3 separate regions of the Sus scrofa genome follow, and regions 2 and 3 are each linked to region 1. A link is a contact called in public Hi-C and HiChIP or PLAC-seq data. All regions are on one chromosome and are shown on one strand. Each heading gives the region's core, a stretch centred on a gene start, on an enhancer-like site or on the middle of the called end of the contact. The rest is flanking DNA. Distances are from core to core; before and after follow the strand shown.

What was found. Hi-C and Micro-C count contacts between places; a contact is called where the count stands out from the background. HiChIP or PLAC-seq counts read pairs in DNA pulled down with a chosen protein or histone mark.
Region 2: a contact with region 1 is called in an H3K27ac HiChIP or PLAC-seq map of alveolar macrophages. The contact joins the promoter of CHID1 here to the promoter of TSPAN4 in region 1. A contact is called at or near these places in 4 of 47 Hi-C or Micro-C datasets (liver, mesenteric adipose tissue, retroperitoneal adipose tissue and 1 more) and 2 of 2 datasets of contacts at active chromatin or transcription factors (alveolar macrophages and skeletal muscle).
Region 3: a contact with region 1 is called in a Hi-C map of liver, with 9 times the contacts expected there. The contact joins the promoter of CEND1 here to the promoter of TSPAN4 in region 1. A contact is called at or near these places in 1 of 47 Hi-C or Micro-C datasets (liver) and 2 of 2 datasets of contacts at active chromatin or transcription factors (alveolar macrophages and skeletal muscle).

Annotation. Positions count from the first base shown.
Region 1 is chr2:530,891-534,851 of Sscrofa11.1, reverse strand. It overlaps TSPAN4 (tetraspanin-4), which reads right to left and starts at 2,653. Exons shown (of 9, transcript XM_003122396.5): 1 at 2,564-2,653. POLR2L (DNA-directed RNA polymerases I, II, and III subunit RPABC5) reads left to right here and starts at 296. Exons shown (of 2, transcript XM_003122384.5): 1 at 296-3,044. The coding sequence starts at 2,950. It overlaps LOC102159969 (lysine-specific demethylase 6B-like), which reads left to right. Exons shown (of 2, transcript XM_013989732.2): 2 at 2,022-2,663. The coding sequence ends at 2,663.
Region 2 is chr2:568,494-572,185 of Sscrofa11.1, reverse strand. CHID1 (chitinase domain containing 1) reads left to right here and starts at 1,393. Exons shown (of 13, transcript NM_001243810.1): 1 at 1,393-1,436; 2 at 3,588-3,692. The coding sequence starts at 3,633.
Region 3 is chr2:488,830-492,792 of Sscrofa11.1, reverse strand. CEND1 (cell cycle exit and neuronal differentiation 1) reads left to right here and starts at 2,212. Exons shown (of 2, transcript NM_213866.1): 1 at 2,212-2,228; 2 at 3,476-3,963. The coding sequence starts at 3,573. SLC25A22 (mitochondrial glutamate carrier 1) reads left to right here. Exons shown (of 10, transcript XM_003122398.5): 10 at 1-1,505. The coding sequence ends at 73.

The DNA of each region.
Region 1 (3,961 bases), core at 1,404-3,903:
GGCCCCCACCTGGGGGAGGGGCAGGCACTCGCCGGCTTGGCCTCCACACCCCGAGCCTGGGAGGAGCCACTGCCCGACACAACCCCAGGGGAGGGGTCCCCATGGAAGAGGCCCCCAAGGGGCCCCGAGTTTTTTCCTGGCCCACCGAGGCCAACCCCAGGCTCAGGGCCTCCCCCCAACCCTCCCCTCCTCCCACCCCCCACAGGCCCTAGGAGCATCCTTCTCAGATGCCCACCGCATATGCGCAACCCCCAGGCACTGACAGCCCACTGCACCCAGGGCCCTCATGGAGCCCCACGTGGGGCCAGGCGGCGAATCGAATTGCACCCCCAAAGACCAGGAGCTCAGGCTTGCCCACAGGGTCGGGAGGTTAGGCCAAGCCTCAGGCTCACCTGCAAACGCCACCACTCCAGACGCCCCAGCCCCTGTGGCAGAGAGGGCTGTTCTGGGCGCAGCAGGTGGGCGATCCCTCTGAGCCTGGGTCAGGGTCTGAGCACACTCGTGTGGCCCCCTGTGAGCACAAGTGTACCCAAAGCTTTGGGGACTCGGCGCTGAGCCCAGGACCCCAGGCCTACACAGCCAGGATCGGGGCCCTCCAGCCGGGCAGCTTCTGCTCCACCCACACTGCACAGACGGGGGAAGCAGAGGCTGCGAAGCAGGACCAGGGGGCCCGTCAGCTGACTCCTGGGGACAGCGCTGTCCCCGAGGCCAGCCTGTTTCCAGGACAACACTCGGGGCCAAGGGTCTCAGCATAAACCTCAGTGCCCAATTCCCCTGTGCCCCGCCTGCCCCGAAGTGACCCTTCTCCAGCAGGAAACAGGCTCACGGGTTCCAAACCGCATGTGAGCGCAGCTCTCCCTCCCTACCCCTCCTGTTCCTGCCCACTCCGGCCTGCTCCCCGCGGCACACACAGAAGGACAGAGCCACCCAGGGCCGCTGAGCAGGGGGCAGGGCTGACCTCGGAGGCGCGCGGGGCCTCTGGTATAGTGTGGCCAGGCCTGGGCCAGGGGAGTGGAGCCGGAGGGGCAAGTGCCCCAGGGCGCCTCTGCACGTGAGTGTGGGGCCCGCACGCAGCCAGGCCGCCCCCACGGCCTCTCCTGGGAAATCGGGACGCTGGAGAGAGGCTGCCACCGCCCCCCCAGTCCACACGCAGCTCTCAGAATTCCAGGAATGTCCACTTGGCTCCCTGTCCTCCCTCCCTGGGAGTAAACAACCGCTGGGCGAGAGGCGGCCCCTCCTCCAGGAAGCCTTCTGCCCACACCCGCTCCCACTCCCAGCTCTCGCCAGCTGGCATCCCAGGTCCCCCGTCTCCCTCACCTCCGCAGACGCGGCCGCCTCTGCAGCTGAGCCTGGGTCTGACCCCAGGCCCCTGTGACTCAAGGCAGGATGTGCGTCCAGCCCGCCTGGGAAGGGGTGGGCAGGGAAGTGGCCTCTGCACGTGGCTCTGCACGTGGCAGGGTGGGCGAAGGTGGGGACACAAAGTCCAGGCGGGCAGCAGCTCTGGCCAGCCTCTCCAGCACCCTGGGGACCTCAGTGAAAGCCGGACCGTTAGCTGATGCCTGGGGCCAGCTTGGCCCCACCCACCCCAACAAGCGCTGGTGCTGAGAGCCCGCAGGGCTCCCTAAGTCACAAGCGCCACTGTGCACACATCCGCCCTCCTCCTTGGCCCAAAGCTCACCTCCTCCAGGGAGGCTTCCCTACTTCTCACTGTACACGGCCCTTCCCCCCAGGCCCCAGCCTCAGAATTATGAGACTAACCCCACCTCATTCCCAGAGATACAGCCTCCCTCCCTTTCAGTCTGTCGGGGCTCCTGAGCCGTCACTTCCAGCTCCCACATGGCATCTACTCTGGCCCAAGAGCAAAAGCGTTCCCATGGGTTCCGCCTCCAGACCTCTGCCTAAGGATTCCCAGTGCTGGACGGTCCTGCTCCCTCACACACACTCGGGATGGCTCTTCAAGGTTCAGCTCAAAAGACACTGCACCCACGACGACCCCCTGACCACCCTCCCCGCCCGCACAGGTCCGACGTTCCCAGATCACAGGCAACCGACCCAACACAGCCTGGCCTGCGACGCGTGCAGCTAGCCCCTTCCCGCACCCTCTCTCAGCCCTTTGCCCAGGAAGAAGGGAGGAGGGACAGGGGCGAGACGGATCGAAGCAGCGCCAGGGGTTGGAGCCGCCAGTCTGGTCGCTTCCACCGCACCCTCCCGCCGTCAAGGATACGGGCAACTACCGGGCCGGGATCATTAGTGGGCGATCGGGCCGGGCGGCGACCCCGGGGGGCCCACAGACTCAGCGCAGAGACCCCTGGGGGTCCGCGGGCAGGGGCGACTTCCTTTCCTGTCGCCCAGCACGCACTGGCCGCAGGTCAGCCGCTCTCCGCGCCTGCGGGGGTCGCCGCGCCCCCCCGCCCGAAGCGCAACTTGTTGCTGCGAATCCGCTCGGGCTCCACACTCGGGGCCCGAAACTCGCGCCAGCTCGTGGGCCCGGGTTCGGAGCTGGTCCCGGCTCTGACGCGCGGGCAGCGGGACCCCAGCTGCGTCCCCGCCGAGGGCGCTGTACCTGTGCGCGCCTTCAGCCCGCCGCGCAGCTGTCAGTCATCCGCACACGAGAAAAGCGAACGCCGCCGCCGGGCCCTTCCGGCCCTGCCCGGGCGCCGTAGATCGGGACGTACCAAAGCGGCAGACGGGGGTCTCCATCTGCTACTGCCGCGGCAGTGTGGACCCCGGGAACCCCGATCCGCGCGGAGGAAACTCGCCGCCGCGGGTAGCGGATACTGACGGCACCGGGACGGGCAAGGCCGGTCGGCGAAGGGCGAGCCGGGCGGGGGAGTTTGGGAGGGGACGGTCACCCCCCCATGCTATGGGCGCGCCCGGGGCGGGGCCAGCGCCGCAGGCGGAAGCGCCGTGGGATTTAGGCGCTTGGCCGCTGGCTGCCTCGCTGCCGCCATGATCATCCCTGTTCGCTGTTTCACGTGCGGCAAGATCGTCGGCAACAAGTGGGAGGCCTACCTGGGGCTGCTGCAGGCCGAGTACACCGAGGGGTAAGGCGCCGGGCCGGCGAGGGGGTCTTCCGGCGCGGTCGGGAAGCGCTTCCCGGGCCGCCAGCCCGCGGGGGGGTTGGGGTCGGCGGGTCCCGGCCTGCGGAGCGGGGGCCAGCAGTACTCCCGTCAGAGTCCAGGTGACCCTGGAGGCGTTCAGTACGCGAGTCTCTTCCGGCGCTGTTCTCCGGGTGTGTGCTCAGAAAAGCAGTCCCCGCCACCCCGCAGACCGGGGAGAGGAGGGGAGGGGGGCTGGGCACGAAGCCGCTCGTGTCGGGGGCTTCTAGGCATCCTCGCGAGTCTCGGCGCCTACTCCGCAAATAAGGCCTCGGCCTCCTCTCTCCACTTGCTGTCCGTTGTTAGGCCCACCCCACGTTCTGTAGACTCGTTTGGTTTTTACCAATTACACGGGGCAAGTTTACTAACCGCGTAGCCCTCATCCGCGGGCGGTCGTTGGGGAGTGGGGGTCCTTTTCCTGTGCTGGCCCCTTGGCACTGCAGTTAGCACCATGTCTGAATTTCTGCCCTGACTAGAGTCTGACGTTTGGCTCCTGTGGGGCCGGCGCCGTGCCCTGATCATATTTGAACCTCTGGGCCCTGGGGTGTGCCCGCAAGCGAGCCGTAGGCTCTCGGTGCTGGCATGTCGGGAAACAGGGAAGCAATGGATGGGCTGGGTGTTGGCGCCCGGCTCTGAGGAGGCTGCTAGAGCGAGCAGAGTGTGAGTTACCGCCGGCACCTGCACAGGACCCATCCCTGGGAGGTCACGGGCAGGGGCCGCCCAGCCTCGCCTCCCCTTTGCCAAGCTGCCACCTGTGCACACCAGAGGCCTTGAGAGTGATGGGCCGTGTCTCCTCGACTCTGGGAGCAGGGCCGAGGAACGACCCTGCAGCCGCTGAGCTGCGTCTGCTCCAGCCCGGGCCA
Region 2 (3,692 bases), core at 144-2,643, 39 kb before region 1:
AGAATTGCAACCAGCACAGCCTCCTGGGGTCGTCTCCGGAGCTCTGCCTGACCTGGGATCTCCACGCCAAAGATCAGGCCTCAGGCCTGAGCTGGGTGCCAAAAACACAGGATACCCGGTGACACTTGAAAGTGGGTACAAGACAGTCCTCAGCACGCACACCAGGCCCCAGCCCCAAGGAAGATGGGGCAGGGGGTGGGGGTTGTCAGCTGGCAGGAAACATGAGGAGCAGAAAGAAGGAAACCCGAGGACAGAAAAAGAGAGCAAAGTTCCGTTCAGGGAGACGCCTTCTGACCAGCAGAAATGGGGAAACAGCCACGCAGCGGGTCCGGGCTCTGGCTGAGCGGGGCCAGGGTGGGGACGGCTATGCGGTTTTCTGCAGGAAACTGTGCTGGGAACAGCTAGGGATGGGTGGGGAGTCTACCCGCCTGTATCAGGTGTCGAATGCCTTGTGGTTAGAACTGCTGGCCATTGCAGAGGGTCGCTGACTCCCCTGGCTAGGGGCGAAGATGAGGGTGTACTTTTAGCCTTGGAGGCTTCCAGCTTGTGAGATCTGCAGGTGAGAAGAGCCGCCGTTCCTGGTGGCAAGGTCAGAGAGAGCACTAAGTCTAGAAATAAGGGATTTTCGATGTCCAGGGGCCATCCAGAGGGCCTAGAGCACGTGTCCCTGCTCCAGAAAGCAGAGTGCGCACCACTGGCCCCTGGGTGGTGACCAAAGCCAAAGACCCAGAGGCGCTCATCCAGGGAGTGGTGAAGGATGACCGAGGAGGGCTAGGCTGGGGGCGCGGCCACGGGCAGTAGGAGGAAGCCTGGAGAGGCGATTTTCGCATCCAGGAGAGAGCACGGACCTATGGGAGGTCGGTCCGGCACAGTTCCCTTGGCCACCGGCCAATTCCCGCAGAGGCTCTGGAGGCCGCGGCGCTCCATGCTGGTCATCCGCGTGGAGCGGTCATAACGCACGTCGCACCGGGAGCCCAAGATTCAACGGAGCGCGTGCCGGGGAGGCAAGGGGGCCGCGAGCTCAACGGAACCGAGACTCCTGTGCGAGATTTCGAGCGAGGGCGTTGGGTTCCTGGGAGAGCCTGGGGCGCGCAGCAGGCCAGGGTCAGCGCACGCGCCGGACTCTCGGTCTCCCTGAGCCCACCTGCCCGCCCAGCTGACGCGCGGCCCAGCTCCCGGCTCCACCTCTCAGCCAGCTCCTCCCACAGGACCCGCCCCTCGGCCCCGCCCCGCCCCTCGGCCCCGCCCCGCCCCTCACCCTTCCTTCCCCGTATAGGCTCCACCCCTCGACTCGCCCCACCCACCACCAGGCCCCGCCCCCAGCATGCCTAGCGCGGCGGCGGCGCGCAGGCGTCCTGGGTGGGACTTCCGGTGGCGGCCGTGAGCGTCTTCCGGCCACGCGCGAGTTTGTTCCGGTCGGCCTCCGGGACATGAAGGTGAGCCCCGCAGCGGCTGGTGGGGGTGGCGTCCGCGCCCTGCGTGCCGACTCCTGCTTCCTCGCCTCCTACGGTCTCAGTCACCCTCCGCGGAGTGGGCGCGCGGAGTGCACGGAGAGCGGGAGGCCTGGTGCAAGGGAGAACGGCTGTGTGAGCGGCTGTGGACGAGAGTCGGTGTGGGAACTGGTGTATGGGGGGTGTGGACGAGAGGGGTTGTGCGCGGGTGTGCACTGGAGGGGGCGGTAAGACCTGGTGTGCATGAGAGGGGGTATAGGAACCAGTGTGGGGGTGTGGACGAGAGGAGTGTGGGAATGGGTGTTTCCGCAGGTCTGGACCGGAGGTGTGGCTGAGACGGGGTGTGGGCGTGGGCAGGAGGGGCGCAGAGCCAGGGTCGGGGAGGCAGTACGCTGAGCAGCACCTCCTTGGTGTGGCAGAGGTGGCGAGATGCATGTTGGGGTGCACTAGGCTGGCTCCCGCTTTGCCTCTGCCCCAAACCTTGGGGGCTGCACCTTTTCCACGCTGGAGGGTCCACCTAGGCCTGAGCCCCCAGCGGCCAGGCCCGGCGGGTGGGTGCCTGGTAGAGTCCCTGCTTCCTACCCACCGTGGAGCTGGTGCCTCAGCCTCATCTGTGGAGGGAACAAGGACAGCACCTGCAGCCCGAGTGCGGACAGAACTAGTGGTTAATCAAAACCTCAGCTGGAGGGAGTTCCCATTGTGGCTCAGTGGTAATGAACCCCAGCTAGTATCATGAGGTGCGTGTTCGATTCCTGCCTTGCTCAATGGCTTAAGGATCCGGTGTTGCTGGGCTGTGGTGCAGGAACTTCATCCCCTAGCCTGGGACCTTCCACATGCTGCACTTGCAGCCCTAAAACAAAAAAAACACAAACATCTGCCAGAGCTGTGGTCCTGCTCTTACACCACCTTCCCATGCGAGAGCACACGTGACCCTCCCCGGTGCACAAACACAGCTGGCTCCAAACCTTGTGCTCACAGGCACAGTTTGTATGCCTTCTGCTCACGAGGCCGTCGGCTCAGGGGTCCTACCAGCTGTTGGTGTCAGACACCCAGGGCCCATGGGCCAGCCTTTCTCAGATTGCACCTTGCCAAGTGGTGAGATTTGATAGATAAAAACCAGTTTCTTAAAAATGGCATAGGAAACGTGAGAGTGCTTCATCAAGAAGATTTTACCAACGTGGGCTCCGAGGAACGGCTCTGAGAGAGACTGCTGCCCTGGCCATCAGCGTAGTGTCGCCCCTAGTCCTTGCCAGTGCTGGGCCGAAATGCTTGCTTGCTTGCTTTTTTTCCTTCTTTGTCCTTTTTGTTCGTTTGTTTTCTGTCTTTTTAGGGCCGCACCCACAGCTTAGGTAGGATCCCAGGCTAGGGGTCCATTCAGAGCTGTAGCTGCAGGCCTGCACCACAGCCACAGCCACACCAGATCACATCTGCACCGCAGCTGCACCACAGCTCATGGCAACACTGTATCCTTAAGCCACTGAGCGAGGCCAGGGGTGGAACCTGCATCCTCTCAGATGTCAGTCAGGTTCCTTACCGCTGAGCCACGTCCGGAACTCCTGTCGTGGGGTATTTATGTTGGCTTGTCCTCTGTTTTTGATCTGTAACACAGCTCTTTGCATGTTACAGGTAGGTTATTAGGAATTCATTGTGAAGTACCTTCCAAGTATTCTTCTTGTTTCATGCATTTATTTATGAAGTAAATAAATAAACTAGCATCTCTGTGGATACTGGTCGGATTCATTTCCGCTGCACCGCAACTCCAGCTTTTGCGTTTTTATGTAGTCAGCTCCGTTAATGTTTTCTTAGGTAACAGCTCCTGTTGCTGGTTTAAGTGCGAAAGCCTCCCCAGGACCCCCTGCCCCTGAGCTTCGTACACAGAACCCACGTCTTCCAGTCCTTTCCGCAGCGCTGTTCGTTCGCACTAGGATATCTTTGGGTCTAAGCAGGTGGCGAGCCAGCCTTTTCCCAGGGGGCTGCCTCTGGTTAGGGCGGCCTTGAGGCGGGAGGGCTCTCTGCCTGCGGCAGGGAGGGCCCCGTCTGGGTGTCTACGAGGAGCCCGGCTCCCTGAGGGCACGTGCCCCAGTAGGGGAGGGGCCCCTCCGCCGCTGGTGCCCACAGGCTCTGCTCGCTCTGCAGCCCCCCGGACCCCGAGCTTGGACCCTGCCGTGACAGGCCCGCACCATGCGAAGCCTCCTCGGCGCGCTCTGGCTCGCTCTGGCTTGCGGCTCTGCTCACGGCACC
Region 3 (3,963 bases), core at 963-3,462, 42 kb after region 1:
CGGCATCGCTCAGGTGGTCTACTTCCTGGGCATCGCCGAGACCCTGCTGGGGCTGCAGCGCAGCCAGCCCTGAGCCCAGCGGCCGCCCTCCACCCTCCAGCCGCGAGGGACCAGAGTGGGGCCAGAGCCAGGCGGCGCTCCCAGGATGCAGCAGGAGGCTCTCCCCACGCGGCCGGGGGTGGGGCGGGCGAGAGCAAGGGGAGCAGAGTCCACTCGGTGTTGCACACATAGGCCGGGCAGGGTCCTGCCTGCCGACCGCTGGGATCAACGTCTTAGTTGTGTAGAAAACGCAAACATCCGTACATTCCGGGTGCCAGCCTCGCCCCACCTCCGCTCCAGCCTGGACTCCCTCAGCGACAGAGCTGGTCTCTGGGCTGGGGGTCTCCAGGCCGGACTGGGCGAGCTGGACCCTACCCTCCAGTCTACCAGCTCCCGTCCCCGAGGCTTGGCCCCTAGTCCACAGAGGGGACCGTGCACAAACCTATTTATTAACTTGACGAGCACAAGTGGCTCTGTCCATTCCTCTGTCTGTCCGTCCAGCCTCCCCTGCTGCTGTTCTTGCCTCGGCCAGCCTTACAGGAGCTTTGGGCTCTCCTGCGGCGCCCCTCCCCCCCGATACTGAGCCAGGAATCCTAGGCTGGGGGTCACCTCGAGTTCTGACTCCCAGGACAGGTCCACCACCCCCACTGTGGGACCCAGCATCCCTCCTGATGGGCCCCTCTGCCCCCCGCGGCTAGGGGCCCCGAGCATGTGAGGTCTGCGTGTGTGTATGAATGTTGCGGGGAGCAGCTGGAGGCAACGCTCAGCTGGCCTGGCCCACCAGGGAGGGGGCTCTGGGGAGCTGCTGCCCTCCCACGAGGCCAGGCAGAGAGAGTGTGCGTGTGGGTGTGTACACACAGCCTAGGCTCCCCACTGACCCCGTCCAGGAAGTCATTGCTGCAGCCCGGCCTCTCCTGCTGCACCTTTGGCAGACACCCCCCCCCCAATCCAGGGCTGGGCATGGGGGAGGGCAGTCACGAGGACCAGTATGGAGCCTGAGGGCATTTGCTCTGCTCGCAGGGGCACCAGGAGCTGTCCCTTCAGTCTCCCCAGGGCCCACTCTGCTCTCTGGGCCTCTGCACAAGGCCCCCGACCACACTTAGTAAAACTCTGCCCTCCCAGCCCCCACCCCCCCTTGATGTTGTGAGTCGAGGCAGGCTCCCTGCCCTGCCCCGCCCCCAGCCACGTGATCGTGTTGGTGATTGATGCTGACGTGCTGGTGCTGTGTCCCCCACCCGGGCCCCTCTTCAGTGGCCCCTTCCTGGAGACACTACCTGGGGCTCAGGCCTGGGCCCCCAGTTCACGGTTGTTCCTGGGAGCTGCTCTCCCGCTACATCTGTACCTTGGAAGCTGCCGCTGCTGCTTACAGAATTCTATTTTTTCTTTCGAAGAGTTTTAAGAAGTTGTAACTTTTTGTGTCTGGTCATGTAAGGAGATAAATAAATATTCTACGTAGATGCCTCTAATCTGAGACTTTGTTTGGGGTGAGGAAGGGACAGGCAGCCCCCTCTTCCAGTAACTGGGTGTCCCCCCGCCCCAGGTCGTCTGCCGCCCACGGATCCGCCCTTGGGCCTGGAACGAGTCTTCCGGACTCCCTCGCGATCTGGGCTGGGGGTGTGGGGAAGCCAGGCTCAGCTGCTCACCTTCCTGACCCTGAGCCGCCCTTGGGATCAAAAGTGGTGCTGGAAGGAGTTGCGGTTGTGGTTAGGCGGTTAATGAACCCGGCTAGCATCCGTGAGGACGCGGGTTCGATCCCTGGCCCGGCTCAGTGGGTTGGGGATCTGGCATTGCCGTGAGCTGTGGTGTAGGCTCGGATCCAGCGTTGCTGTGGCTCTGGTGTAGGCCTGTGGCTACATCTCTGATTGGACCCCTAGCCTGGGAACCTCCATATGCTGCGGGAGCGGCCCTAGGAAAGGCAAAAAGACAAAAAAAAAAAAAAAAAAAAAAAAAGGTGGTGCTGGGTTTGGAGGCTGTAGAGGTCCCGGCCAGCCCGGGGCGCTGTGGCGGCCAAGAGCAGGAGGGCGGAGCCAGTGCTCAGGAGGTCTCCGCCCCGCAGTCTGCGTCGGGAGCAGTGCCTTGTGGGAAACTCCTAGTCCTTAACATCCGCAGCCCCTGTCCGCCGCCCTCCGTGGTCCCGCAGAGAGGCAGAGAGGGCGCTGCGCCGAGGTGGGAGCGCCGGGAGCAGCAGCGTAAGGCGGTGGGGAATCCCGGCTCAGGGTCTGGGGCGGGATGGGGGCACTGGGCCCCTGCAGGACGAAGCGGTCCTTCTCTGCTATGAAGGTCACGGGGGTGGGGGGCGGCGCTTTAGGCCCTTGCCCTCTGGGGCACGAAGGTCTGGAGGGGGAGGGGCAGCCGCGTGACGTCAGTATGAGCCCCAAATAACAAAGGTGAGGGAGGTGGAGGGCACACCTGACCTTTGCAAACTTGCTGCTCAGCAGCTGGGTGCCCTTCCAGAACAGCAGGGTGAGGGCAGCTGGGGTCCTCTGGGAAGCGGAATAGCAGCCAAGCGTCTCACTGGGACCCCCCTCATCACGCTGTGACCTTCAGGTGACCTTCATTGCCGTAGTGTCCTTGTCTTAGTTGGGAAAGCCGGGCTGCCGCCTCCCACACAGGCTCCTTCTCCCTGCGGGTGGCGGTGGAAGCGTCTCTACCTCCCTGGGGAGCAGCAGACACAGCTGGGGGCCAGGCCTCCGGGGAAGGAAGACCAGGGCACGGGTCCTCCTGCCGCCCCCCGCCCCCCGCCCCGCCCGAGGATCTGGGCCCGGTTTCAGGGCTGCTGAGGCTGACAGGCATACCCAGCCTGGGCTCACACCAGGGGGTCCCTGCTGCCCCCAGAGGCAGGCACAGCCTCAGCTCCAGAAGGACTCCTGCTCTTACGTGGCAGGGCGAGGCCAGGCTGGGGGGCAGGAGGCACAGGCCTGCTGCTGCTGCACCTGGGCTTTCCCAGCCTCCTGGGCAGACGCCTTGGCTTTGTCACAGCCGGGGCCTGGCAGCCTTGGACCCATTCCTATACCACCAGGGCCTGCAAGCCCAGAACTCTGGGTGCCCACGCTGCCCTGCCCCCCTGGGACCCAGCTCCCTCCTGAGACGTCACCTCTCCCCTGGCTCCCCTGCCCGCAAGCGCGTCTCGGGGCTCATGGGCTCTCCCCCCCATCAGGACCTCCCCGCCCAGGGCCAGTGTGGTGGACGCAGCCACATGTGGGCAAGACCACTTCATAGATGAGGGAAATGAGGCTTCCTGCGGTCGCATCTGCCCCCTGGCCCAAGGCAGGCCCAGAGCCCCTGCCTGTGTGCTTGGAGGGGCTTCTCAGGCGGTGGTCCAGACGGAGGAAGAGGCGGGTCCAGAGAGAGAAGTAGAGTCTCTGCAGGGCCAGGGGCGGGGGGCTGGACAGGAGGGGCCAGGTCTCCACTTAAGCCTCATCGCATCTCCCTCCAGGCCATAGAATGCCCAGGGCCTCGCTGTCCTGAGCGGTCCTGATCCAGACGCCTGCCCGTCCCGCACACGCCTCGCCGCCGCCGCCAGCGTGCCCGCCATGGAGTCCAGAGGGAGGTCGGCCAACAGCCCCAAGGCCGACGCCAAGGCTACCACTGAGGCCAGGGCGCCCCCGGCTGTGGATGGGAAAGTGCCCTCAGCCAAGAAGCAGGAGGCCCAAAAGGCAGAGAAGCAGGAGCCCCCGGCGGCCCCCACCCTGCCACCTGCCAAGAAGACCTCGGCCCTTCTCGACAACCACAGCAACCTGAAGCCGGCGCCCGCAGCCCCCAGTAGCCCAGATGCAGCCCCCGAGCCCAAGGGCCCTGGGGATGGGGCTGAGGAGGCCGAGGCCCCCAGCGGGGGCCCAGGGGGCCGAGGTCCCTGCCCTTTTGAGAACTTGAACCCCTTGCTTGTGGCCGGGGGCATAGCCATGGCGGCTGCAGCCCTGATTC